Regions from separate parts of the Mus musculus genome. Here regions 1, 2, 3, 4 and 5 are each linked to region 6. A link is a contact called in public Hi-C, HiChIP or PLAC-seq and capture Hi-C data. All regions are on one chromosome and are shown on one strand. Each heading gives the region's core, a stretch centred on a gene start, on an enhancer-like site or on the middle of the called end of the contact. The rest is flanking DNA. Distances are from core to core; before and after follow the strand shown. Region 1 has its middle 120 kb from the start of Gm42291. Region 2 has its middle 70 kb from the start of Gm12519. Region 3 has its middle 56 kb from the start of Gm34628. Region 4 has its middle 51 kb from the start of Gm12519. Region 5 has its middle 26 kb from the start of Gm12519. Region 6 has its middle 18 kb from the start of Klf4.

The links. Hi-C and Micro-C count contacts between places; a contact is called where the count stands out from the background. HiChIP or PLAC-seq counts read pairs in DNA pulled down with a chosen protein or histone mark. Capture Hi-C pulls out chosen DNA fragments and counts their contacts.
Region 1: a contact with region 6 is called in an H3K27ac HiChIP or PLAC-seq map of extraembryonic endoderm stem cells. The contact joins two enhancer-like sites. A contact is called at or near these places in 1 of 15 datasets of contacts at CTCF or cohesin (embryonic stem cells), 1 of 484 Hi-C or Micro-C datasets (bone marrow-derived macrophages), 9 of 115 datasets of contacts at active chromatin or transcription factors (bone marrow-derived macrophages, embryonic basal ganglia, embryonic limb bud and 6 more) and 1 of 9 other capture datasets (embryonic stem cells).
Region 2: a Hi-C map of bone marrow-derived macrophages shows a contact between it and region 6, with 16 read pairs. The contact joins two enhancer-like sites. A contact is called at or near these places in 3 of 484 Hi-C or Micro-C datasets (bone marrow-derived macrophages, embryonic fibroblasts and liver), 6 of 115 datasets of contacts at active chromatin or transcription factors (bone marrow-derived macrophages, embryonic basal ganglia, embryonic forebrain and 3 more) and 1 of 9 other capture datasets (embryonic stem cells).
Region 3: a contact with region 6 is called in a Hi-C map of uterus, with 2.1 times the contacts expected there. The contact joins two enhancer-like sites. A contact is called at or near these places in 2 of 484 Hi-C or Micro-C datasets (both in uterus), 4 of 115 datasets of contacts at active chromatin or transcription factors (cardiomyocytes, embryonic hindbrain, neural tube and 1 more) and 1 of 9 other capture datasets (embryonic stem cells).
Region 4: a capture Hi-C map of embryonic stem cells shows a contact between it and region 6, with 6 times the contacts expected there. The contact joins two enhancer-like sites. A contact is called at or near these places in 5 of 484 Hi-C or Micro-C datasets (bone marrow-derived macrophages, embryonic fibroblasts, embryonic stem cells and 1 more), 3 of 115 datasets of contacts at active chromatin or transcription factors (embryonic forebrain, embryonic stem cells and extraembryonic endoderm stem cells) and 1 of 9 other capture datasets (embryonic stem cells).
Region 5: a contact with region 6 is called in an H3K4me3 HiChIP or PLAC-seq map of bone marrow-derived macrophages, with 10 times the contacts expected there. The contact joins two enhancer-like sites. A contact is called at or near these places in 1 of 15 datasets of contacts at CTCF or cohesin (pro-B cells), 3 of 484 Hi-C or Micro-C datasets (bone marrow-derived macrophages, embryonic fibroblasts and uterus), 5 of 115 datasets of contacts at active chromatin or transcription factors (bone marrow-derived macrophages, embryonic stem cells, extraembryonic endoderm stem cells and 1 more) and 1 of 9 other capture datasets (embryonic stem cells).

What each region holds. Positions count from the first base shown.
Region 1 is chr4:56,191,473-56,195,648 of GRCm38.p6, reverse strand. No RefSeq gene overlaps it. Among named protein-coding and RNA genes, the nearest start is that of Gm42291, 120 kb to the left of the region's middle. Within about 2 kb of position 2,403, at least 5 of the 459 cell types and tissues checked have an H3K27ac peak or open chromatin away from gene starts, as enhancers often do. A contact at or near this core is called in extraembryonic endoderm stem cells, where this site is marked.
Region 2 is chr4:56,068,542-56,072,669 of GRCm38.p6, reverse strand. No RefSeq gene overlaps it. Among named protein-coding and RNA genes, the nearest start is that of Gm12519, 70 kb to the right of the region's middle. Within about 2 kb of position 1,794, at least 43 of the 459 cell types and tissues checked have an H3K27ac peak or open chromatin away from gene starts, as enhancers often do. A contact at or near this core is called in bone marrow-derived macrophages, where this site is marked.
Region 3 is chr4:56,420,219-56,424,409 of GRCm38.p6, reverse strand. No RefSeq gene overlaps it. Among named protein-coding and RNA genes, the nearest start is that of Gm34628, 56 kb to the left of the region's middle. Within about 2 kb of position 2,634, at least 8 of the 459 cell types and tissues checked have an H3K27ac peak or open chromatin away from gene starts, as enhancers often do. A contact at or near this core is called in uterus, where this site is marked.
Region 4 is chr4:56,049,674-56,053,600 of GRCm38.p6, reverse strand. No RefSeq gene overlaps it. Among named protein-coding and RNA genes, the nearest start is that of Gm12519, 51 kb to the right of the region's middle. Within about 2 kb of position 1,435, at least 19 of the 459 cell types and tissues checked have an H3K27ac peak or open chromatin away from gene starts, as enhancers often do. A contact at or near this core is called in embryonic stem cells, where this site is marked.
Region 5 is chr4:56,024,645-56,028,978 of GRCm38.p6, reverse strand. No RefSeq gene overlaps it. Among named protein-coding and RNA genes, the nearest start is that of Gm12519, 26 kb to the right of the region's middle. Within about 2 kb of position 2,103, at least 5 of the 459 cell types and tissues checked have an H3K27ac peak or open chromatin away from gene starts, as enhancers often do. A contact at or near this core is called in bone marrow-derived macrophages, where this site is marked.
Region 6 is chr4:55,512,671-55,516,753 of GRCm38.p6, reverse strand. No RefSeq gene overlaps it. Among named protein-coding and RNA genes, the nearest start is that of Klf4, 18 kb to the left of the region's middle. Within about 2 kb of position 1,908, at least 148 of the 459 cell types and tissues checked have an H3K27ac peak or open chromatin away from gene starts, as enhancers often do. A contact at or near this core is called in bone marrow-derived macrophages, embryonic stem cells, extraembryonic endoderm stem cells and 1 more, where this site is marked.

The DNA.
Region 1 (4,176 bases), core at 1,154-3,653, 680 kb before region 6:
AGCCAAGCACCTATATAAACTCAGAAGTTAGGTCTTTTATATTGCTATCATTAATATTATGAATATTAATATATAATTTGACTAACAAACCATCAAAGTTACAGAAGCTTTTGATAAGGAAACACAATGTGTATTCAATAACAATGTTGACTCATTTTGTCTTTTAGTGAAATTCTGTCATATCCTATGCCCTAAAACAATGGACACACTTGTTCAAGTTGGTATGGATTTATGAGTCGCATTGTTATATATGACATAGTTTATTCTTTTTAAGACCTTATCTCTGTTATGCAAAGGTTAGTTCTATAAGAATAGTTCTGAGCATCCAGTAGTTTATTAACTCTTCTGAGGCAAGAGTTGACTCCTAGAGGGGACAGCAGGTTTTATAGAGTGGCTCCTTGTTGGTGATCTGAAGGAGAAACGTCCCTCCAGCAGTTTAGGTGTAAAACACTTGGTCACCAGTTAATGTCACTGCTTGGACAGATAGTACAACCTTGCTGGAGGAAGTGTATCTCCAGGGTGGGCTTGAGAGTTTGTAGGCTTACTCCACTCCTAGTAGGCTCTTTCTGCTTCATTTGTGAGGTTGAGATGTGAACTTTCAGTTCCCTGCTCCAGCCAGCCTTGACTACCTGCTGCTCTGCTCCCCGCCACCGCCCCCGACATTGTGATGGATCTTCCCCATTTAGAACCATAAGCCAGTAGACCCTTTCATACATTGCTTTGGGTCTCGTATTATTTTATCACAGGAACAGAAAAAGCTATGAATACTTGTTACATAACTGGGAGACCGCTTTGTGATGAAAGTACACATCATTAAACATCTACCTTTATTTTCATACCTAACAGGAAGTGTGAAGTAGAGAATGTAAGGGAGTCACATGCAGCTAGGTTAAAGCAACTGCCTTTCCTCTATGGTATGTTGTACTGTCTGCCTCTGGGCTCAGCTTCCAGAGCTCTGGGTATTAGAATATGAGGATGGTGTGGCTGCTGCTCTTCATGGTATGCTGATTGTGGCCTGGTCCTCAGAGTGTTCATAGCTGTTCCCGTATCACTTTAGACTTCTCCTGATTCAGTCCTCATGCTGGTTGGTACCTTGAGCATCTCTCATGAGTTAGCCAATTCTTCTTTTGCCTCTCTCTCTCTCTCTCTCTGCTTGTAAACATATGCTAATCTATGAATGTTTATTGAATAATATTGGGAAACCCAAAAACTTTGACCAGCTACATGCCATATTATCAATTAATACAAATGATTAAGTCTTTCATCTATGTTTTGTCTGATACTCACACATGTATGTATGTATGTATGTATGTATGTATGTATGTATGTATGTATGTATGTATGCAAGTGTGAACAATGTTGGCACAACTGTGAGAACACCAGAAACCAGACATCATGTACATATATATTTACCCACATATATTCTCAGTTATAGAGACCAATCAGTTCTTTTACTAAGATCTTTAGCTGAATACATGAGTCAGGTGGATCAAACTATTTCTTAAAGGCATTGTCATTTGTTTTGTTTTGTTTTGTTTTTCAACCTATATTATCAAATGCAAACATGGAAAAAATATTAATACCAGTCCTCTGACTGTTCTCACTAATCCCTATTAGCTAGGTTTTCCTTCCTGTCAAAAAAACATCTGAAGCATAACTTCATAAGAGGTTTAGTTTTAAATTCTTACTGCATTAATTAATTAGCTAAATAATTAAATATTGAACACTGTGTATGTCAGAGGACAACTTTGTGGAGTTGGTTCTATCCTTCCGATATGTGGGTCCCAGTGATCTAACTCAAGTCAGGCTTAGTACTATGTATCCTTGGCCACTGAGCCACCCTGCTGACCCTTGGAGGTTTATTTAATACACAATTCTGAAAATAAAGGCTTCAAAAAGAAACCACATCTGGTAATCTGTTTTGTTGTTGTTTGTTTGTTTGTTTGTTTTTAACTAGCATTATACCAGGGCAGCATGTGGGACTACACAGCAAGAGACAGGAAGTCTGTATGTCACTTGTGGTCTCACTCCTTTTAAAGGCACTGAGACACATTGTGAGGGATCAGCTCCCGTGACCTCATCCAACCCTAATCAGTCCTTGGAAGCCCCGCCCCTAAGCACACTGGATTGTGTCTGCCCTCTTCATTATGTTAACATATAACTTTGGAGATTAAAATCTTGTGTGAATTCATGGGACACATCATGGAATCTCTAACACCATAGGATTTTTGCCAGGAGATGTCACAAATAGGTCATGACACACCTTCCTCTCTGAGCCTGCATCTGGCTTCAGACTCTTCTCAGCAGGAAGTTCCAGAAAATTGCTAGCCACTGACCAGACAGAAATGTAACACAAAAAAGTTTCCATCTTTGTTTTGAATGTCATTAATGTTTGCTATGACTCATGCCATTTGTTAAAGGGCTCATTCTATTGACTTCTTCAGCTTTGGGCCTGAACCAAGTGGCTTTATGTGCTGGTGGCCCAGTTCTGCTTGCTAGCTTGTTTTCCTGTTTGTGCTCACATTTCTTACTTTGAATTTTCCCCTGTGAAGCTTCTAGACTTACCTAAAGAAAGCCAGATTCAGTAGTGTTTGTTTGCATCTTGTTGTGTTTGGTGGTCCCTAACAATGTAACCGGAGCAGGTGCACTTAAATGCAATTGTGCTAAATTCTGCTCATTCAACAAATGATTATTGAGCACATAGCCCTCGGGTCTTGCACTTTAGAAAGAACATAAAAGACTGGGTTTCTGCCTCCCCAAATTTTACATTTAAAGAAAAAGAAAACGTATTTAGGAAACTATTTATTTGGTCTTCATGAGATCTGTGAGCTGTTAAAACTCTTTCACAATTTTTACTTTTTGGCTAAGTCACAATCTGAGATATGAGATTTGAAAAACACAGTCAGTTGGCAGCAAGTGTGAGCGACACCAACTGCTGCAAAGCTCTGGAACACGGCAGGATCCTGTGCGTGATCAAGTCCTGCCTATGTGCTCCAAGTTAATCCACTTGCTCATAAAACAGAGCCGCTGTTTGTTTATTGCTTGGCAATTCATTTTCTCCAATTTCAAAAAACACTGGAAATCTTACCCACTTTTAAATGTTTTTTTTTTTTTTTGTTTTTTTTGTTTTTTAATGTTTCAAAGTATTTTGGCAGAGCAGAATGTCCAAGCAGATGATGTGACCAGGTCTGAAATTCCTATCAATACCTGATCTCTCCTCCACCCTCATCAGTCTTTGTTGTTACGGGGGCCTGCCAGTCTTTCACGTGAGCCTTGGCAAGTCAGTTGACATCACATCGCTGAGACTCGCTTCTTTATCTCCTCAGGGAGGATAATGATATCTACCTACCAGCAACGTCACGAGGGCTAAAGAGACAATGCCAACTAAAGCTGTAGCATATACTAAAGCTCCATTCTTCTCCTTATCAATACTATAACAACACTGCCAAGGAATGCAAGGGATTTTGTTTGGGCCTCACTCATCTGTCTGTCCATTTGTCCATCCATCCTTCCACCCACCTACCTACACAATCAGGAGTATTCTCTATTCCTGGCCTGCTGTACACAGGCTCTTGTGCCTGACCCTATCCAAATACACAGCTTTCTCTTTCACCGCACTTGGAAAACAAATACCGACGTAATTAGAATACAAAGTGCCAAGGAGAGACACATTTGCACAGCTTGCTTTCCATTGCTGGATAAAACTCTGCGCAAACCAACTTGGGGAGCAAAGGGTGGTTTATTTCACCTTACATTTTAGAATCTATCATCGAGGAAAATCAGGGCAGCACTCAAAACAAGAGCTTGGAGGCATGAAGATCGGACCTAGAGAACCTCTGCCTAGTTGCTTGCTCCCTATAGCTTGCTCAGCTTGGATTCTTATACAACCCAGGACCGCCTGTCTGAGTGTTGGCATCTAACACCCCCTCCCACAAATACACACATCAATCAATAATCAAGAAAATGCCCCACAGACTTGTTTACAATCCAGCCTGCTGGAGGCAGTTCCTCCAGGAAAGTTTCCTCTTTCTGGGTTTTCTGGAAAAGATAAACCAGTGTTCTTCATCCTCCCTAGATAAGCCAGTCCTTCTACAGCAGCTTAGTAAGAGTCCCTAAAATCTTTGCCTTTCTACATGATTATGTTTTTCCTAAGAGCTAGCCATTGTAGCTCTCCTG
Region 2 (4,128 bases), core at 545-3,044, 560 kb before region 6:
GGATTGAAGGAGCTGAGGGGGTTTGTAGTCACATGGAGGGAGCAACAGTGTCAATAGGCCAGGACCCCTGGAGCTCCCAGGCACTGGACAACCAACCAAAGAGTACACATGGAGGAACTCATGGCACTGTCCATGTATGTGGCAGAGGATGGCCTTGTTGGACATCAGTGAGAGGAGAGGCCCTTGGGCCTGAGAATATTGGATGCCCCAGTGTAGGGGAATGCCAGGGTGGAAAGACAGGAGTGGGTGGGTGGGTGGGGCAGCACCCTCATAGAGGCAGGGGGAGGGAGGATGAGATAAGGTGTTTCCAAACGGAAGACCTGGAAAGGGGAAATGATTTGAAATTTAAATAAAGAAAATATCCCATTTAAAAAAAAAAAAAAGAAGTTTCATTGACTCTTTCATCTTCTCAGGGTTACTTTTTACCATTCTCTCATCCTGCATTCCCACACATCAGCTGTGTTTACAGTCCACCACAGCATTGCCCATGTCTCTGTGCTCTGCAGTGCTCTTCTGTTTCAATACACTTAAATGTACATCTTTACCAGAAAACACCTCCACCTTCAAGCATTAGTTCTTGGATTCCCTGTCTTCTGCTGCTCTCCCTTGTCTCTCCTTTGAGGTGTAAGTGCTCCTTTTGATGTGCTCTCTTAGCTCTCAATGCTGTCTTTATTCAGTTTCTAAACTTTCATTAGGGACAAGGATAAGCACAGTGTCAGAATTCTGTAGAGAGGGAAATATTGAAAGCCAAAATTAAATTATCAAGATGAAAAGATAAAACAAGAATTTATGGCCTCAAGATGCCACTAGCCGTGTTTAAAATGAATGTCTGCAGAAACACCCAAAGCCAATGTCGTACTTAAAACTAAGAGCAAAAATTCAATCCAAGGGAGGGTCACAGATAGGTAGAAAACAGATACCCTGGAACATGAACAAAGGGCTAATAAAATCCTAGTGGATTCTTTAGGAAACACAAACTGAGCTCCATTCAGAGATGTGTGGCTCTCCAAGGTGAAACTACATTTTTTAGTTGTTAGTTTAAAAAGTACCAAGCCTCAATCATTGTGGGTCCCAGTAGCCAGGAAGATCATCAGATGAGTTGAGGATGGAACCCCTTGTCTTCTCTAGACATGTCATCCTTGAAATCTGCAACTTTGACAAGCATGTGTAATTTTTCAGCAAATTATGTGGAGATAATAATAACATTATCTAGGTCTTTTCTTCAAACTGATCCATATTTATTCATACTTAAGCTCATGGATTCAGGAAAATTTGTAAACTCCGATCCACTAATCATAATGTGGAACCTATGGGTCATCCTGCTTTAATGATAGCATCCCCTGTTTACATGGAGATTTTACATTATAAGAACAACAGCTGGGACCCTCAGTGTATTTATAAATGCTTTCCATGTGTCATCTTACTTAATCTTTTTATTAATTGTACGGCTAAGCTCTATTTACATCTCACAAATCATAAAACCAAGACAGAGAAGACCAGAGCTCACCCCAAACCATGAGGCACAAGCGTTCGGAATCAGCCACAGCAAGCACAAGCTGTAATCTGTCAGTTGACTCTCTCAACCTCTCAAGAATAAAGAGAGTGATGATTCTGTGAAGAGGGAACTGTTCTGGGACTAAGTTATTTTCCACCCAAGACAATGATGAGAGCATCACTGAGACTGTTTGGAAAGCTTTGAAACAAGTTCCCCAACTTCAGTTGCTGTTGGGCTTGATGTAGCCCATTCCAGGAAATCCAAAGGCTGAGACAGCAAGAGCTCTGGGCCAGAGCCAGCAGAATGTGTTTGCTTTGACATCCATCTGCTCTCCCCAGTTACTAGAACAGCAACTTCCTATTTACTATGGCTTAGTTGTGGTTCTGTGACTGCGTGGGAGGAGACAGCCTCTGCGTGTGTACGAGGGAGGGTGTTAGATGTGGTAAGTAGAATAGGTCTATTAACCTATTTAGTGGTATCATCTTGAGATGGTGAAGGAAACTAGTGGTAGATGGAGAGGCAAGGGTTGTTGGACTCCTATGACTGTGGGAAGAGCTGAGAGGGACCAGCCAATATAATGCTATATTCATCTGAATCCAAAGACTCCAGGTTGGAGGGGTGTAGAAGCAACCTCCAAAGAACTCAAAAGGAAAAAGCTTGGCTCTAAGCATTTGCATCATCTAGAGAGCATACAGCCAACTTCTGATGTAGTGTACTTTTCACATGTGTCTTGTTTTCTCTCCTCCTTCATCCTCTTCATCCAGAGACCACAGGTGGATCCAAACCAACAGGGGACTGACAGTAAGAACTCAGATGAAAGTCAGATGGGGAAACGCAATTCAGAGAGAAGGAAACTGAACCATGTCCTTCATTCCACAGAAGGCTCCAGAGCAAAGCCACCCAGGACAGAGGAAGGGGAAGGCTGAACTAGAACCCAAATTCAGCATTGTGATCCACTGGCGGAAGTGAACTCATTCAGATGTCAGAGTTGAGACTGTGATTCCAAACCATAGAAACCAGTGCACTGTGCCCTACCAGGAAGTGAGCAGGAAGGGTCCACTGAGGTGGAAGAAAATCCTGTCTAACTACTGTCATTCAACTTGGGCCATTCTGTTTCTTTACATACTTATCATTTTCTTTATAGTTTTCCTCCTTCCTTAATGATGGCTGTGGGAAGGAACCTAAAGCCCTCTGAATGTTTCTCCTGCTGTTTTCAGTCCCATTTTTCTCCATCAACTTTGCCCCATACCTTGTATCTTTTACGTATTGCATTCATTAATATTAAAATGACTTCCTCATTGTTTTTTATATTTTACTTGCATAGCCTATTACCAATATCCATTGTTTCCTGAGAATGTTGACTTACATTTTAAATTCCTGTCTCATTTATAATTCTGCTTTGTATAAGTATTGACTTTCTTTTACACTAGTTAATTCCCCACTCCTTATTTGGGTGTGAAGATTCATGTTACCCAAGATAATCATGCCTGAACCCATAAAACTATTTTAAGGGAGATCTGGAGACCCAGTCCCTACTGAGCATCTGCCTTGGTGTGACAAGGCCTGAAGTGGCTGTTCTCCAGAGCAGGGTGCCCTTCCTCATTGCTTCTAGGACACAAAGCACCTCCTTCTAGCAAGGATCTCCTTTAGGTTCTTTGAGAACCCATATAAAGGACAGGTTCAACAGAAGAGAATTGGGAAGGACAGCTGGCTGCTACAACCCAGTTTTCATCCCCCTCTTCCCTAAGTCAGTCCTTCCACACTGTCCCTTGGCTCTGACACATCACATTCTTTAAGGATTCTCAGAGCTTGTTCAGTTGTCATGGAAGAGTTGCAATACTGGGAGACCTCCCCTTCACTTAAGAGAGGAAGAGGGCAAGCTTCCAAAGAAAGGGCACAGACTCAGAAGGATGCGTGGGCAGAGTACCTTTAGGTGAGTTTTGCAAAGTAAGTGAGTGGTGAGTGGTAACCAGAGACTTAGGAATGGGTTCTAACCGCAGAAGGCAGTTCCTTATGGGCAAACAGTTGGAAAGTTAATTAATAGCTTAGAAATCAGTACACTATGGTTACTTTTGCTGTTAGACTTTGGTCACATCGCTCACCTCTCTGAGTCATGGTGTCCTCATCCATCAGATGGGGATAAGGCTTGCCCCTCCAGTGCCACTTCAGTAGGTTGCAGGTGAAAGCTATGACAACAATGAGCCAGAATTCAGCAGAGGCCGGCTATGATGGTACAGGCATTGTAATTTCCCTGGCCTAGCCTAGCATCCGAGACATTCATGGTCTTGTCCCTTTTCTCCTGCAGTTAGGTGGCTGAGTGGTGGTCTCTCTTTACATGGCAACATCAAACTCTCATCATGGCTCATGTACATAGAAGGCCCAGTTCTGTCACGATGGACTCCTGGGGCTTAGTGTTGGTTTTGTATGCATACCTTGCTGGTTAAAAGCCCACAGTGTTTACGTGTACAAGCCTTACCAGCCATTGACACCACAGACTACAAGGAATATGTTTTCTAAATGGTTTATCTTATCCTTTTCATAAAGGGGACCAGGCAGTATGGACCAGCCATGCTTTAAAATTCAAATAACTTACCATTGCAATTTCAGGGTTTTCTGACTCGTAATGACTAGAC
Region 3 (4,191 bases), core at 1,385-3,884, 910 kb before region 6:
GACGGAAGTCAGAGTGTTGTATATGCTAGGCTAGCACTGCACCAAGTGAGCTAGAGACTCAGCTTGAAAATCCTCACTGCCAAAACTCTCCCTCAGCTCCCAGCTGTCTTCCTGGGTCAAAATTCAGCTAGTTTCTAGGCCACAGTTTTCCTAAGTGTGCTTTCTCTGCCTTGTCTAGACACTTAGGTTATTTTCATCCATTCTCTGAGACTCCTCCTTTCTGTAGTTTGCTCTTGGCTCAGTCTAGGCTTTAAAATATATATATATATATATATATATATATATATATTTTTTTTTTTTTTTGTATTCGTGTGTCTGTGGGAATGTGTGCCACAAGAGTGTGAGGTCCTTGGAGTCCAGAAAAAAGGATTAGATCTTCTGGAGATGGACTGCGAGGTGGTTGTGAGCTGCCTAACCTGGGTGCTTGGAACCAAACTTGGTTCCTCTAGAGAAGCAACAAGTGTGCTTAGCTGCTGAGCTATTTCCTCAATCAAACCTTATCTGCGTTTCTAAAAGGGGACATTTCTTACCCCATTGACAGTAGTATAGAGAAAACCTAAATTCTAGAAGTCTTGTCTCCTCTCTAAAGAGACAGCAGGTTAGTAAAAGATATACCCCCATTCAGCTCATTTGCACTTTAGATTTCATGCGAACTTGGCTTTTGAGTACGGAAGGATCTGTGCTTCGTAGGCTCATTTCCTGAAGCCGCTGGAGTTGGGAGAGACTCCATCCATGTAATGATTTGCAAAGCATCATGGGCCCATGGTGTAATGGCTGACCTCGGGGGTGGGCGGGTGGGGGTGGAGTGCGGGGGAGGGGTGGGGAACTTTTTTTTGAAGAAGCAAATGACTCTTTGCCAAGTTTCATCAAGCAGAGAAATCAAGTGCTTCCTTGTCCAGCCCACTTTAAGCAGCCACGTGTGCCTCACACAGAATGTTTGACTGTTAAACGACTTCACCGTGACACCACTGAGTGCCAGAGCCCAGACACCTTCAGAGACCTTTGGGTCTCACATTTCCCAGGATGAGGGACTAGGCTCTGATGGTGCTTGTGGCCATTTTGGGGCCGTATCTGGATACATCATCAGATGTCTATTCCTCTAGGTAGAAAATTTCAGTTTTCATATCCCAGCTTTTGTTTGGGCTTGAGAAAGGTTGCAGGATTTGTTTTTGTTTTTTTCTTTGTCTTTTCCATCACCCTCATCTTTATTTGTCTATTTGTGTATACATGAAGCTGAAGTAAACATCAGGGCCAAAACTTTCTTCAGTGCACCCCGTGAGGTGTGCTTTGTAATTCTTCTGTTGTCAGATGTTAGCCATGCCCCGTCCCTCCCTGCCCCCCAAGGTTAAATGTTTACACGTGAGAAGGGATATTCACTTATGGTTAAGGCAATATAAGATTTGCTTTCATACAATATTTACATAAATAAAACTATAAGATAATAAGAAAATAAATCATGGCTGGTAATGAGACTTTGTCTGTGGAGATCCCAGGATGAAAAGCGATCTGGTCTCTGCTTCTTGAAAGTTACAGGCAGATGAAGTCAGTGAGGATCTGGGTACTTTTCTGTTTGGGTTGTGACAGTCTCGAGCATTTTAAAAAACCATTTTGACTGTTTTACAGTTGCATTACCATTACAAGCACTTCAAACCCTTTGGGAAGTGGATTGCATGCCCGTCCTAATGAGCGTGTCTTTAAACTTACGTCAGTCCTGTTGAGCTTCAATGTCTTTGTGTAGCACCTTTCCCCTTTCCCCTGCACCTTCCTAGAATTATTTCCACCAAACCTGTGAATGACTTAGTCCTTCCTTTTGGTGATTAACTACCAGGGAATGACGGACTCGGTGGGAAGCAACTGAAGGCTGGGATACATCCAGCATTGCCTGTGGCTGGCAGTTGCACACGGGCCTCTCTCTGTCTTTCTAGATAACAGGTCTGCTGGATGGAACTGGCCAGAGTCTGTCCACCAAATACTTCCATGGCTTTTGTCAGACTATGGCTGGATGCTCCGCTTGAAAGCTTGCAGACCCTGCGACTGTGAAGGGGAACTGTTGTCACAGCCGTCATGGAATAGGTGATGTTGTCTTCAGGAGCCTCTACTCTTTGGTTGCCACTTTAGCTCTCACTTCTTCAAATCAAATGTGGAAAAAAAAGATACCGGGCTCTGGTGAACATCTGGGTAGCATATTGGCCAAAGGGATCTGTTTCTCTTTTCCTCTTACAGTAAGGAAACCATCCTCTGTTCTTGGGAAGATGATTAATGATCACACACATAAAGCCAAAAAAAAAAAAAACCCCACAAAAAAACTATGAGCCTTTACATTGCTCTCTCTCTCTCTCTCTTTTATTCCTACCTGTGGACAGATAACTTCTTCCTGTGCAGTTGCTGCAGCACATTTTACATTCCAGGATCCTCCCCAGCCTGTGGATTTTGCTGACGGCTTTCCCCTTTGGCTCACTTGAGCAATTTTCTGGTAGACAACAGAGAAAATGCTGAAACCCAAGAGTCTGCTTTTGTCCTCCTCTTCATTTCGTCCCTGTTTCTGTTCAGCAAAGGCAAACCACAGCCCAGACAGGAAGGCACGTTCACAGGTGTGTGGCGACCTGTCGGACTGAGTTGACTCATGACTGAGGTCAGGGTCACCTCCTGTGGCCACCTGACTTCCGACACGACAAAGAGAACAGATTTGGCTGTCAGCCCCCATTCCCACCCTTCCTGCAATGGCCTGAAGCCTTTCAGTTTCCTCTTGCATTCTCTTGGTCCTTGAAGAATCATCTGACTGTGTATCGAGGTGTAGGGTCTGGGATCTTGGTGTGGTAATCTAATGTCACCAGCAGAGCATCTTCTTTGCTCTACCCCAGTCCCACAATTCCTGATTCCTACTTCCATATTCTTTCAAATCACTTTCCTTTCAGTTTGTGTTTATCCCCACCCATGTGCCTTGTGTGTGTGTGTGCGTGTGTGTGTGTGTGTGTGTGTGTGTGTGTGTGTGTGTGTGTGTGTAACTTTATGCAGAGGACAGAGGTCAACATCTGGCATCTGATACCTTCTTTGATCATTCTCTACCTCAGTTTTTTTTGAGACAGGTTCTCTTACTGAACCTGAATCTCAGCAATTGAATTAGACTAGATGTCCAATGGTTCTTCGTTTCTGCCCCTCACCCCTATACAGGGATTAATGGTGTGCATCATCACCACATCTGGATTTTTATGTGGGTGCTGGGATTTGAATTTAGGTTCTTATGCTTCTGATTTTACCGACTCTGCCATCTCCTCAGCTCCATAGGGTTTATTTATTTTTTTTAAACTTTTTTCTTTTTCAACTTCTGAACACAGGACACTTTTACCCCCATCTTAACCTTGGCCTATAGGAACATAAACTCTTCGATGTTCATGTCTCTATTTTTGTATCTCTATACCCTCTATTAAGTTGTTACACTAAACCATCCTGTCCTCCTCTCTCTTCCCCAGACAAGGTTTGCTAAGGGGGCTTCACATTTTTCTGAAACCAGATAGATCAGCAGAGAGATATGGCCTTCTACCACCATCTCTCTTTTTACAACTTGGCTGTCATTATATGCAATCATAACACGAGGCAGAGATGACAGCAGCATAAATAGGCATCTAATGTATCCGTGGGGAAGGTGTGTTGCCACCACACTTCCGGTGGGCAATCAAATATGTATCAAATGATTAAAAAAAAACCCTCTCTTCTCCTGGGCTCATACTTCCAGTAGTTCATTCTTCCACATCCAGAATAGACTGTAATGGCACAGGCACCTATAAAATTTGCTACACTCAGTGCAGAATAGATAGAAATGGCACATGCATGTATACAGTTTGCTACACTCAGTGCAGTGCAACATGCTGGTTTGGATCCTGGAACAGCACACCATTGGTGGGAAACCTAATGAAAGCAGAACAAAGCATCAAAGTTCAGTTTTTCCATTGTCAGGGCTGTACTATGGAAAGGCGAGGTGCTAGCACCAGGAGAAACTGAGAAAGACACTCTTTCCTGTGACCTGAAAATAATTCTGAAACAAGTGTTTGTTAAAATGCTTTTCTGAGAGGATTTTCTCTGCAGTTCTACTTGAAAAAGAAAAAATGGAAAGCAACTTGGCTACCCAATTTTGATGCCTCACTGATGAGATAGCAAGTCAGCTCGCTCAGTGGTGGTTTTCGAATCATATTT
Region 4 (3,927 bases), core at 186-2,685, 540 kb before region 6:
AAGAAAGTGGTGTGGTAACAATTTCATAGCAAAGGCCACAGGCTGGTTAATCTTCAGGGATTTTTTTGAGTTAACTTCTGAAAATGTCGATTTGGCCTATTGATTTCATATGAATTGCCTCTGACTAGCTGGAGCACGGCCAGAGCAATCCCAGCTAGCTGTGGGCTGCAATTGTCAATCTGTCTCCTCTGGAGCGCCCGGGTTGCCGTGCAGCTGGGTGGCTCCTGCCAGGGCACACAGGCCTGTTTCTAGGAAGTGTTTTTGGTGAGACTCAGGGATTCTGAGATGGAAGGCAAGTTGCAGGGATGAGGGAAAATCGATCCTTGGTTTGCAAAATTAGCTGTCCTGAAAATTGATCATATCTCATTTGAGACCTGGGCAAAGCTGCCAGGCTTAAGGGAAAAACAACAACAACAACAAAAACACCAAAAAACAACACAAAACAAAAAACCCACCAGAATACAGGGGTAGGAAAGGGAAGTTGTGGGGTGAGGGTGGAGAGAAAACAGAGAAAGAAAGAGAAATGAGAAGCCTGGAGGTAAAGAAGAGAGATAGACTTTCTGGGCACTGAGTATGGTTGTTCTGCATCTCTAATCACAGTGCTGGGAAGACAGGCAGGTGGACCCCTGCAGCTTGCTGGTCAGCCATCTAGATGATCAGTGGGCTTCACGTTCAGTGAGGCCATACCTTAAAGTATAAGGTGGAAATTGATTTTAAAAGATGGTGAATATTGACTTCTGGCATCCACACTCATGAGCACAAATGTCCATGTATATTAATACATATATACTATATATATATATATATATATATACCCACACATGAGTGAATTAAGATAAAAAGAAACTTCCAAAGACAGAGTGACACATGTGGATGCATCCTCAGGCATAAAGTGAAGCAGAGAGAGAGAGAGAGAGGGAGAGAGAGAGAGAGAGAGAGAGAGAGAGAGAGAGAGAGAGAGCGCAAAAGAAAATGGGACAGAGACAGAAAAAGAGACACAGAGATAGAGTTACTGAGATTTAGAGAAAGCATAGCCTAAGAGGCGTGTTCAGAGACTGACTCCATGGGAGATCCCATGAGGAAGATTCTCTTAATACAATGGAATTTCAAAACATACAGTGGGACAGAGGATTTACATATTGAGGTTGGCTGGTTGGGCCTCTTCTTCCTAGAGGAAAGGGCAGAAGCAAACCCTGAGAACTGGCAAGGCTGCTGACTTAAGGGTGAAGGTCAGAGGCAGGGGCATAACAAAACGAAGACAGGAAAACAGTCACTTCCAGAGAAATCAGGGTTCCTAAGAGCTTCCACCAGAGCTGTCCAAGGAGCTTGGGCCTCTGTGGCTCCCCCTGGCAGGCTGCGTGGGGCCTTTGCGTGTAATCCCCAAGCTCCAGGGCAGCCCCTGTGTCATCCCAACTGAGATCCTGGGGCTTGCAGAACCGGTTAGTGGCTGTGTGATGGAATAATCACACAGGACTGGAAACAAAACAGGAGAACAAAAGCAGGTGGGGGGAGCCCACAGGAATAGTTTGGAATCCTAGTTTCCTACGTGCAGTTGCTAAGCAGTTTCCTGCTGTGTGTGTCCTGGTCTTGAGAAGTATGAGAAAGGCTATGAGGAAAGCAGGTGCCAGGGAGGTCTGCTGTGTGGTCTTGGGTTCTCAGGTGCTGGGGGCTGTTCTTCTTGGGAGGCCAGGAGAAATGCAGCTCTCCTGAAACACAAAAGGAGAGGGGCTGATGTTTTGAGCAACTCTCCCGCAGTCTGACTACTGAACAGAGGAAAGTGGCTGCCTTTTCATATTTCAGGGAAGCAACCGCTCCTTAGGCAGGAAACCAGATAGTCTGGGTCTCCGTTCTTACTGAAATCTCTGCCTTTGTATCCATAGCTATATGGCTTGGTTATTCCAATCAGACAGTGCTGTAGATGGAGGCTGGAAGCACCTGGGATACAGGCTTTTGACATTTAACGGGGGTGGGGTGGTGGTGGTGGTGAATGAGCCCTGTGACGATTCCAACTCATGCTTATGGTTCTTGTGAGAGAAACTGAGTCATATTACCAGCGTCTGGTGTCTCTCTTAAATAAACATCTCACCAAGAGTGATTCAAAGTCTTACACAGACAGCCCGGCTGGTAGAACAGAAATTCCCTAGAAAGTAACTTAAGTGGAGTTATGCCCAGGATGTGTATAGTAAAGGGCAGCAATGGCTGCTGTGTGAACTCCCTGCTTCTAGCTGTGTCCCACACAAGAGTAATAGAAAAGTTGTCATATAGTTTGCTTGGTTATCTGTGCCTCCTTTTCAAGTTGTCTGGCGGCAAGAGTGTAAAGTGAGAATTCAGAAAACCCTCAAGGGTGCCCAGGATAGAAAAGGGGACATGATCTTGGGCCTTTGTCTGTAGAAAGCCCTAACTGGGCAACAAAACAATTTGTGTTCATAATCCACTGAGCAGAAATAGAGAAGGTAGAGATTGTGCTGTCTGTAGAGTCACTGCAGAACCCATGATCAAAACTTGACTCATGCAGAAGAATAAAGAAAAAGATATAATTGACATTCTGATTTGTTTTTTCTTCACTGTTTGTAAGCTCCAGCTCTATGTAGGCCAGTGTTCCTTCCTGTGTTGAATTACAAAAGAATATATAAAAAGGTTTTCAAAATAGGACAGTCCCAGCTACTCAATCTAAGGAGCCATCTTTGTAAACTTTGCAAAGCTGAGATGAGTCAATTGTGTTTTAACATACTCGAGTACACACACTACCCACTAGGACATGTCCCCAACTCTTTCTCATAAAGGAAACCTTCCATGAATGGCTTGTGTTTCTATTGTGATTTCCTTTCATAATATTCCAAAAGCTGAATTTTGAAAAAAAAAATCAACAAAACATTTTGTTTTGAAACACACACTCCTCTCCCACTTGCAAACAGCAAGCTTGCAACTTGGCCGGTCTTCAGGATGAACACCTGGGCTACTCTGGCTGCTGCCAGTGGCTCAAGGAATGCTCATCTATTTCAGTACAACCCACACAATAATTAAAAGGACAATTTGTTTCTACATAAAGAATCATAGAATGTAGCCTCAAACCACATAAAAGTCCTTTCTGCTCTCCCCGGAGTTCAGCAACTCCAGGCTGGCTACAGTCTGCCCTGGCTGTTTTGTCTGGTGGTGTTTCTGTGACTTTCAGAGCGGCAGGATGGTAGGGGAGGGCCCTGGGTTCTAGTCCTTTCCCTGCTCTGTCTTTCTCACAGAGCCACTCTGAGCTGCAGAGTAGTAACTCAGCCTTTCTCAGTAATGTGGGCCAGAGAAAGAGAACACAAGGGTCCTGCACAAAGGATAGCTTATTGGTTTGCTCTCTGTCCACATGGCAGGAGCCTCTCTCTGGAGGCTCACAGCCCACATGGGTGAAGGGAAGAGGAGCAGCAGGGAAAGGCACATTGGGGGAGGAAGGGGGGAGAGTGACTCTCTGGAGAATGCCAACAAATCAAGGTTCTCAGGAGGGAATGCACTGAATGTAATCTGAAGTCAGTGCAGTGCTGATAGATAAGTAACAGCTACCTATCAGTGGGGAAGAGGGAGGAGCTTGTGATGTTTACCAGTTTTGCTGGTGGAGGAACTGCCAGTGGTGGCCAATTGAGATGTAAGAACAAGATGTCAAGTGGGGAGTAAAGTCTCCAGGAGATTAACCTGTATGTGTGTGTGCACATGTGCTCTCTCTCTCTCTCTCTCTCTCTCTCTCTCTCTCTCTCTCTCACACACACACACACACACACATTTGTGTCTGTCTGTCTTTGTCTTTGTGTCTCTCTTTTACTCTCTTTTTCTCTCTCTATCTCTCTGTCTCTCTCTGGTGTGTGTGTGTGTGTGTGTGTGTGTGTGTGTGTGTGTGTGTGAGAGAGAGAGAGAGAGAGAGAGAGAGAGAGAGAGAGAGAGAGAGAGAGA
Region 5 (4,334 bases), core at 854-3,353, 510 kb before region 6:
CAATAATCCTGCATCTCCTGTGGGGGTGGTGTTTGAAAAGGAGGGCTGATAATTATCTTGGACTGCAGCCAAGGAAAACTCCTTTTGCACACAGTAGGCATTCCTTATGGGATTTAATGGATGCATCGGTTGCCCCACATCCCAGAGCTGTGGGTGGAATTTGTATCTTGAAACAACTCCCTGAGATTTCATCTTTAGTGCCTTGTATGTCATGCATGCGCACACCAAATAAACTTAACACAGAGAGACTTCAAAGAAGAACCGTGTTTGCTGCTTTAGCACAGTGATCAAACAAGGCTGCTAAATAAGCCACAGCAATGATTTGGTAATGTCTGCCCTGGAAAGTGCCCACAAGTTTCTTGGGAAATTTTACTGCTCTGTGTAAAGCCAAGATTTGGGAGTTTCCATGGAGACATGCCTAAGTTATCGGGGAGAAGAAACACTATAGACCATAGATACATATAGGTGAAGTTCTGCTTAATTATGGGAACTCAGGCTAGATACCTTTCCACTTACAAGGCTGTCCCACTGACTGACACACATCAACTGGCTTCGTTTTCTCTGATGCCCCAGACATTGTATGCATCTTGTTGACTTTTCTGTAACGATTTTCAAATCTCTCTCAGGTGATTGAGGACAAAGACAAAAACTCCACCAACAGATATTTGGAGACTATTAATAGAGTCCAGATGAGAATTGATAAAAGAACCCACCCTGGGGTGGAGGATATCCCATCCTTACTGTGTTTGTGCCAAATGAATGTTATTGGACTGAGGAGTCTGATTTGGTTCTCTAAGGGCAGAGTTGAATAATTGCTACAGACATCATAATTCTGGCAAAGCATGAACAACATACTGACTGACCCTTTCCAGACAAGGCTTGCCAGTGCTACGGAAGGACTCACAGTGGGTTTAAGAGCCAACCAAATGATGCCATGAAAAGCTAACTGGTGCTGGAGAGGCCAGGGTATCATTGGCATGAGATGGTCACTGTCGTCTTCTCTCATGGGACCACCCCCATCTCCATTCCTTTCTTTTGCATTTTAATTTCACCTCTTGCATGCTTCTTCCCTATTTTTCTTTTATTCCCACACTCGGACTATTTCTATCCACCAAATATTATTTTAAAGGAATAATTTATATCACAGTATATAATATCTTTGCAATATAGTATCTTAAGTAATTCTTTGAGAATACCACACATGCATATAATGGATTCTGATCCCAATCGCCTGTAAATAACACCATGATGACCAAGTATGAAAGCAGAATAGACATATTTACATGGTCTAGTTCTGGAAGAATATTTTTAAGTCGTGTCCAAGGACAAGAAGGAAGATGAAGACTACTACATCGTTATGAATAGCCGCTTCTAGAGTAAGCCTTACTACTTACTCTTCTTTTTCTGCCCTCTTACACAATCATAATGAATCCATCCTATCTGCCAAGCGTCTGTGATTTAAGCAGCCTGGTTTCAGCGCTCCTGTCATTACATAGACATTGTCTGTAATAGGGCCTCCCACACTGCTACATGTTGGACACACTCGTAAATCCTACCTGTGATTCATCTCCGTTGAATTTGTGAAACTGCTCTGGAGAAGAGTCACTGAGTATGTGGAAAATATTACTGCCATTTTTATTTTTTGCAATCTTGTTTAAAAAAAAAATAGTCCTGCTACCCCAGAAGTCTAAATTGTGATCTTAATTCTGCCCACCAGGGTTTATTTGTGAACACTGATTCTACTTTTTGAGCTGCCATTGGGAAAGATTATTTCTGATGGAGCCCGACCTTCTGAAGCTGGCATGCACAGTGCAATGGAAGGAAATAAAAGCATTATGTCTTTTAAAATGAGCGTTCCAGCTTTGCTGTTTCCCAGCCATTTTATGCCAGCTTCCAGTGCCTCAGTTTCCCCATCTGTGGGCTTACCAATAATGCACCAGGTTAAGATTGAAGAGTGTGATTCAAATGCAAGCAACCATATCAGCCTGGCAGTGAACAGGTGTTTGCAAATGGCCTTCTATGAAGGAGATGAACTAAGTGAGAGTCCTTATTAAGGGAGGATGCAATGGTGTCATGGAAGAATCCAGAAGGAAGCCGTACTTCCTGTCTCTGACTCAGCCAGAAGCAGGAAGAATCTGCCGCACGCACATGTTCTGTGAGTTGCACACTGTCAACTTGTTGAAGGCACGGAAGGATGAGTCAGGGGACATGGGATCTGCTTTGCTGTGAATTTTATGTGCTTCTTACATAAGCCATGGTGAAATTCTTGCCCTATATCTATATGTCTTAATATCTGGCCATATATCTATCTGTCTATACATCTATAACGTGAAGGTTGGTTTCAGATAGAAATTTCTCCAAGTTTTTACGATATTTGATACAAAGATGGTATAGACTTGAAACACTAGGAAAATATGTCTATTGACTAAAGAAACCAGTGATATTTATTTTTATGTTATTGAAGATTAATACATAGAGTTCTTCATTATGGATGAAGAAAAATGGATTGTGTATATGCACTGTAGTTTCTTTACTCTCCCCTTTGTTAGCAGACACCTAGGTGGGCTCTGCTAACTTAAGTGTGGTGACTCATCTGCCAATAACCACTGATGGCACAACCAATGATTTTGTTTTAAATATCACCTTGAAAAATGAAAGCATATAGTGTAATTGTAGTATTTTCTAAGCCACCACACAGCTCCTCAGACTCCATTTTCAAACAATCTTAGGATTTGGAAAGACAAGTGCCCCATCCTATCATCAGGAGGAAAGCAGACTTGTGATCACCCCGATTGTAAATAAATGTACCCAGACCTCAAACCAAACCGGCCTGAAACCAATTTTGCAAACTCTCTTCTTTCAGGGAGAATCCATGTCAGTGCGTCAGGTAGTTACTGTGTCAGCTTCAGGTACCGGTGGTTCACATTTATTGCCCACACGCTTTCTGTCTGAGAGGAGGTCTTCTTGCGCGGCTCTAGGACTTTCCGGCATGAAGAATTCATTTGCCTAGAGCTGTCTTTGTAATGCTCGCTCTAGATTTTATTAAAGGAGAGTCCTCAAGCAAGAAATGTTCCAACAGAGGGCAGGCAGTGACATCAGGAGCACAAGATGCCCTGATTAGTGGCCATGGCCTCCTGTTTGATGGTGTCTGGAGAAAGATGCTTAATAGCTGGGTTCATCACACACGTGATCTACAGAGTATCATCCAAATAGAAAGCAGAGCCCCTTTTTGGTGTCGGTACCAGTAAACTCAGGACGAATCCAAATCCTTGGAGTTTCGGTGTACCCATGGGAAAATTTATAAAATAACTGCCTGATGAATGTTCCCTTTACCACAGGCCTACTGTCTTTCTCTCTAGAACCTCCCCTGTTTCTTGCAAGAGGATGACGTATCCTCCTCTGAGTCCTCAAGCCACAGTCTTTGTCTACTGAGGCATCTGTTCATCACAGGACAGTTCTGATTGTATGTTTATTTACACGTCTCTCCCACTGGGCTGTGTGGTTCATCAAGACAAGACTGTATAAACACACCACAAACTCATGCATGCATGTACTCGCACGCATGCTCACAATGGCACACACACACTGAGTGTATGTTTTCAGATCTGTTCCAGTCTTAAGATTTCAGAGTCAAGGATTACCATGTGTGACTCTGGGGATGTCATAGTGGATCCAAGATTCCACCAGCTCTCCTCACCATCCTGACATTTCTGTCCCTAGGTCTCATTTTTTACATTTTTGTAGCTCCATATCCTTCCTCGATGTTCTGACATACATGGTGTGCATACCTGAGAGAATATTCTTCCTCTTTCTGGAATGCTCTTCTCCTAAAAACACACAGTCTGGTAGCATCCCTTCTTTCTTACTTTGTTTTGTTATTTTATCTTGACTCAGTCATTTTTGGGGGATTCCATCATTTCAATGAAACTAAATTTGTCCTGTGCTATATTCTACTAGCTCCTCCCTAAGTACCCCAAAACGTCCAACATTTCTTCCCTCGCTTTGCATTTTCACTTCCAGGGTACTAATCAACTTTTAACTTGTAGCTTAGTATTGGGACTTTTCATTTAGGATCTGACTCTCACTTCTAGAATGCAAGTTCTGTGACAGAACAGAATCTGTGATTCACTGGTACAGTTGTCACTGTCTCATGTCTATGAGAAGAAACCAACAAAAGAAAGTGAAGGAAGGTGGGGTTTGTTTGGGTTTATAGTTTGAAAGGATACACTTCATCATGGTGGTTAGGCATGGCAGCAGGTAGGGAACTAACTGGTCATATTTATGAAGAAGAAAGATGGATGCTTGTAGTCAACAGGCCTCCCAGCACCTTTCTC
Region 6 (4,083 bases), core at 659-3,158:
TAGATGAGGCTGGACAACTGAAACAGAAGAAAAGCAATTGAGCAATGAAGTGATGGCTTCACTCTCTCCCCCCCTCTCTCTCTCTCGTCTCTCTGCATATTTATGGAGAATGTTCAAAACTTCATGGTTGAGGTGATTGTTCACACTAAGGACATTCCAGAAGGAATGCTGTCTAGGAGTTACTCTTTCCAGATTGTACTAAAAGAGCTTTGCTGCTTCGTCTTTAGCTCTTTACCCTGCTTGGTTTCCTCTTGATACTTATTTAAAACATATCAGGATTGTTTCTTCTATTTCTCTTCCATCACACAACACAGTGAAGACAATACCATGACATACTTCATCTGAAATCCCGGAATGACGACAGCACAGCCCATTCCACTTAGTGTGAAGACTCTGCAGTGGCCTTTCGGATGGAAAAGGACAGCCTGCCCGTTGCTCACGTCAGACCTACTCTACAGTAGATAGTTCTTTCAATGGCTAAGGAGAAGCCTATTGGAAATCTGCTTGGATAAACAAACCCGCATTGAGTCCAGAGGTAATCATTAATGTTTCAAGGGCTAACTCACTGGATGCCCTTTTCCCTCTGATGGCTTCCAAGCACCCCTGATGATGGGTTTCGGGAGATAAACTTTCCAGTCAGCAGACTCCAATTGAGAAGACAATGGATTGGAGATGCAGAGATTAACAGGAGTTTGGGTGATGAACGATTACTCCTATCTGGTCTGTGTGAAATGAAAGGAGCTTGCAGCATCCCCAGATAGGAGTTGTTTGGGTTTCAGGCCCATAATACCCTCCCTCTCTCCACAAAGGATTAGACCCTCTCTGAACAAAGCTAGAACAGAATCGTGTGGGTCGGCCAGACTCTGGGCCTTGACCTTGCTCTGCTGTTTCTGGTCACGTGCCACTTGTTTGGGATTTTGTTTTTCTGTGTTCTTCCGAAGGGCGACTTTCCCAGCGTCAAGAGCCTTTTCAAAGTCACAAGCGAATCATCCCTTAGTTCTTCCAGGCCGCTTTGGCAGGCTTTCTCTACCTTCCCCAAACAGGACCAAGCTCCTATATAAAATTCATAAAATTCTTGGCAGGAAAGAAACCCTCCCATTGGAATGAACAGATGTTGGGCGAGTAACTTTGCCATGATGAGTTGTTCCTAATACTGTAGGTCTAAAACGTGTGAGGATGTTAGCTTGTATTTTAATGAATGTCAACAAGTTCTGGGCAGTTCTTCCATCGCTATCTGTGGCACACACATAACAATCACACACCTGAATTTCTACAGAGTCCTTGGGGATTGGAAAGCTATGAAAAAGCGAAAATGGAAATCCAACGTGCATGCTGATGTATTATTATAAGCTAACTCTCAGAAACACCTTTCCTCTCTGCCCAGCACCTGGATGGTCTACGTGCTTCTCCTGAGGCAATTAGCTTTGGGGGAATCAGCAGAGACGACCAGGGTCCCCACCCCGGAGACTGGAGTGTCAGTTGCCTGGGCTTCTGCTGGCTGCAATGCAAGCCCAGAACCAGCCTATCCACTTTGGGATTCAAAGTCGGAAATAGGGTTCCCTGTGGGGTGGGATGCGGTGCGAGCCGCTCCGCTACAGCTGGCGGAGGAGACTTGGGACTGGACTGGAAAGCGGCGCATGCGCGACCCAGTGAGCATCGGGCTCCGCCTGGAGTCCCCGCTGAGGGCAGTTCTCGCTCTGCCGGAGCGCACCAACGTATTCCAGGTCCCCTGCCACGCCCGGAAGAACTCCTTAGCGTCCCTGTTCCTCTCCAAGAGGAGGTGGAATGGAAGATCGTAGGGTGTGGCTGGCGGAAGAGCCGATCGCCCAGAGTCCGCGACGCTCTTGGGCGGCCCCGGTGCCCGGGAGGCCTGAGGGCTTGAGCTGGAGGCGGGTGCGGCGCGGTCTGCAGCGCCTCCCGCCGGTCCTCTTGCAGTAACGCGGCCGCAGGAGGGAGAGCCTAGACCCAAGCCCTAGACTGACTCTTGTACGGGATTTCTCATTTTGACTCTCATCAGTACTTGGTTTGGGGCTCCTGAAACTTGATTCCCAGGCCTCTTCTTGGCGGATGAATACTGGGAGGTCGTACGATCATTTCAGAGAAGGAGTGGGTGGGCTGCAGACGAGGACAGGGTTCTGGGTTTGTTTCTTATCGTTTTGGTACCAAGGATTAAAGACAGGATTTTGTGCATGCTACGTAGGTCTTGGACAGCAGAGCTACAACCCCCCTCATTTACCTTCCCACAGAGAAGAAATCCGACTGCCCAGGTGGGATACTGTCACCTGTGGCTGTAAACTCAACTGTCTTCTCTCTGAACTTCATTTCCTCGTTGCAAAATAGTAATGATCTTATCTGCTTCCCAAGTAAGAAATGCAAAGCCCCTAGCTGTGACATCAGCTGTCAGGGCCCAAGAGCAACAGTACTACACACACACACACACACACACACACACACACACACACACACACACACACACAAAACAGGTGCAAAGAGAGACTTTACTCCTCACACAGTCAACCAGCAGATCCAGGGTCCTTTTTTGACAACACATAGCAGATGCTCAGCGGTCTATAGATCTTTGCCTGTGGCAGTCATGTTTGCTCACTCAGGCAGCTTGCAATGCAGAAAACTAGGTTTTTAAGTGGAGTTGGGGCGGTGGCTTATATGCTGCAGCTCCTGTAATAAGGTCAGAGTACAACTTAATTTTCCCCATTTCTTTCCTTATTTAGTGTGTGTGTGTCATCTCAGACAACGTGTGCTACTGTGTTCTCAGACACTTAAGAGGGAAGAAAGTACCCACTAAGCCACATCTCAGCCCATGTAGGAAGCTCGGACTACTGGGACCATGTGCTCTCATTTCTCCTTAACACCTCTCCCACACACATCTCACATTCTTTCTGAAGTGATCGTGTTAGAAAGTGTTAGTGTACACAGACTTACCAGTTGCCAGAGGTCTTTATCCTATAACTTCCCTTGGACCCAGTACAGCAGGCACATCTCTCAGGGTGAGTTACTAGTTCCCGCTGGAATGGAGCAGTGTGCAGATTTGGTGGATTGGGGAGAGCTTGCCTTCACGCCCTTTCCCAGACTTTGACTTTATCAGAGGATACCTCCTGGGACACCTGCCACTTGTGTGCTCTCGCTAAAGGTTGGCACTTTGCCTAGAGAGGGGGGAATGGGTCTTCTTGGACATGTTCTTTTTCAGTCCTGTTCTGGGGCATCTAATTCAACAGTCAGCGTGAACGGAGACAAGAGTCACCATGGAAATCTATTAGGAGTTTTTATGTGTTTGTTTGCTTCTGCTTCTTTTCTAAAAGGGTCTCACATACTCTGGACCTCACCCCCTCTTCTTTCACCTTCCAAATTCTGGGACTGTAGGCGTGTAAGGCACAGGCAAGTGAAGTGTAACCTCACCAGACTGATCTGTTGGGATTTTTTTTTAGGGGGGTCTGTTTTGTTTTGGGTTTTCTGGTGCTCTCTGTACCAGAAGTAAAGGGCTATGATGAGAAGGGCATTGGTACGGTGTTTGTAATTAGTCCTACTGAGTATGGTAGTCCGTGCTTGTTATCCCAACACTCAGGAGGTTGAAGCAGGAGGATTGAAAGTTAGAGGCCAGCATGGGCTGTTTCCCCAAGACTCTGTCACAAAAATTTTTTTTAAAGGCAAAACAGTTTAAACAAGAAGTATATGAGCACTGATGTAATAATATTCATTTTTAGCAAAGCAAAAATCCAAATATGGTATTTTTGTGGATTATGATAAGGTGTGAGGAAAAGAAAATTCCTGTCTTCTCTAGCTCTTGAAAATATCCTCATTCCCCTGTACTGGGGCATATAATCTTCGCAAGACCAGGGGCCTCTCCTCCCAATGATGGCCAACTAGGCCATCTTCTGCTACATATGCAGCTAGAGACGGGAGCTCTGGGGGCACTGGTTATAACGTTCATATTGTTGTTCCTCCTATAGGATTGCAGACCCCTTCAGCTCCTTGGGTACCATGTGGTTGCTGGGATTTGAACTCAGTTCCTTTGGAAGAGCAGTCGGTGCTCTTAACCATGGAGCCATCTCTCCAGCCCATCTTGTC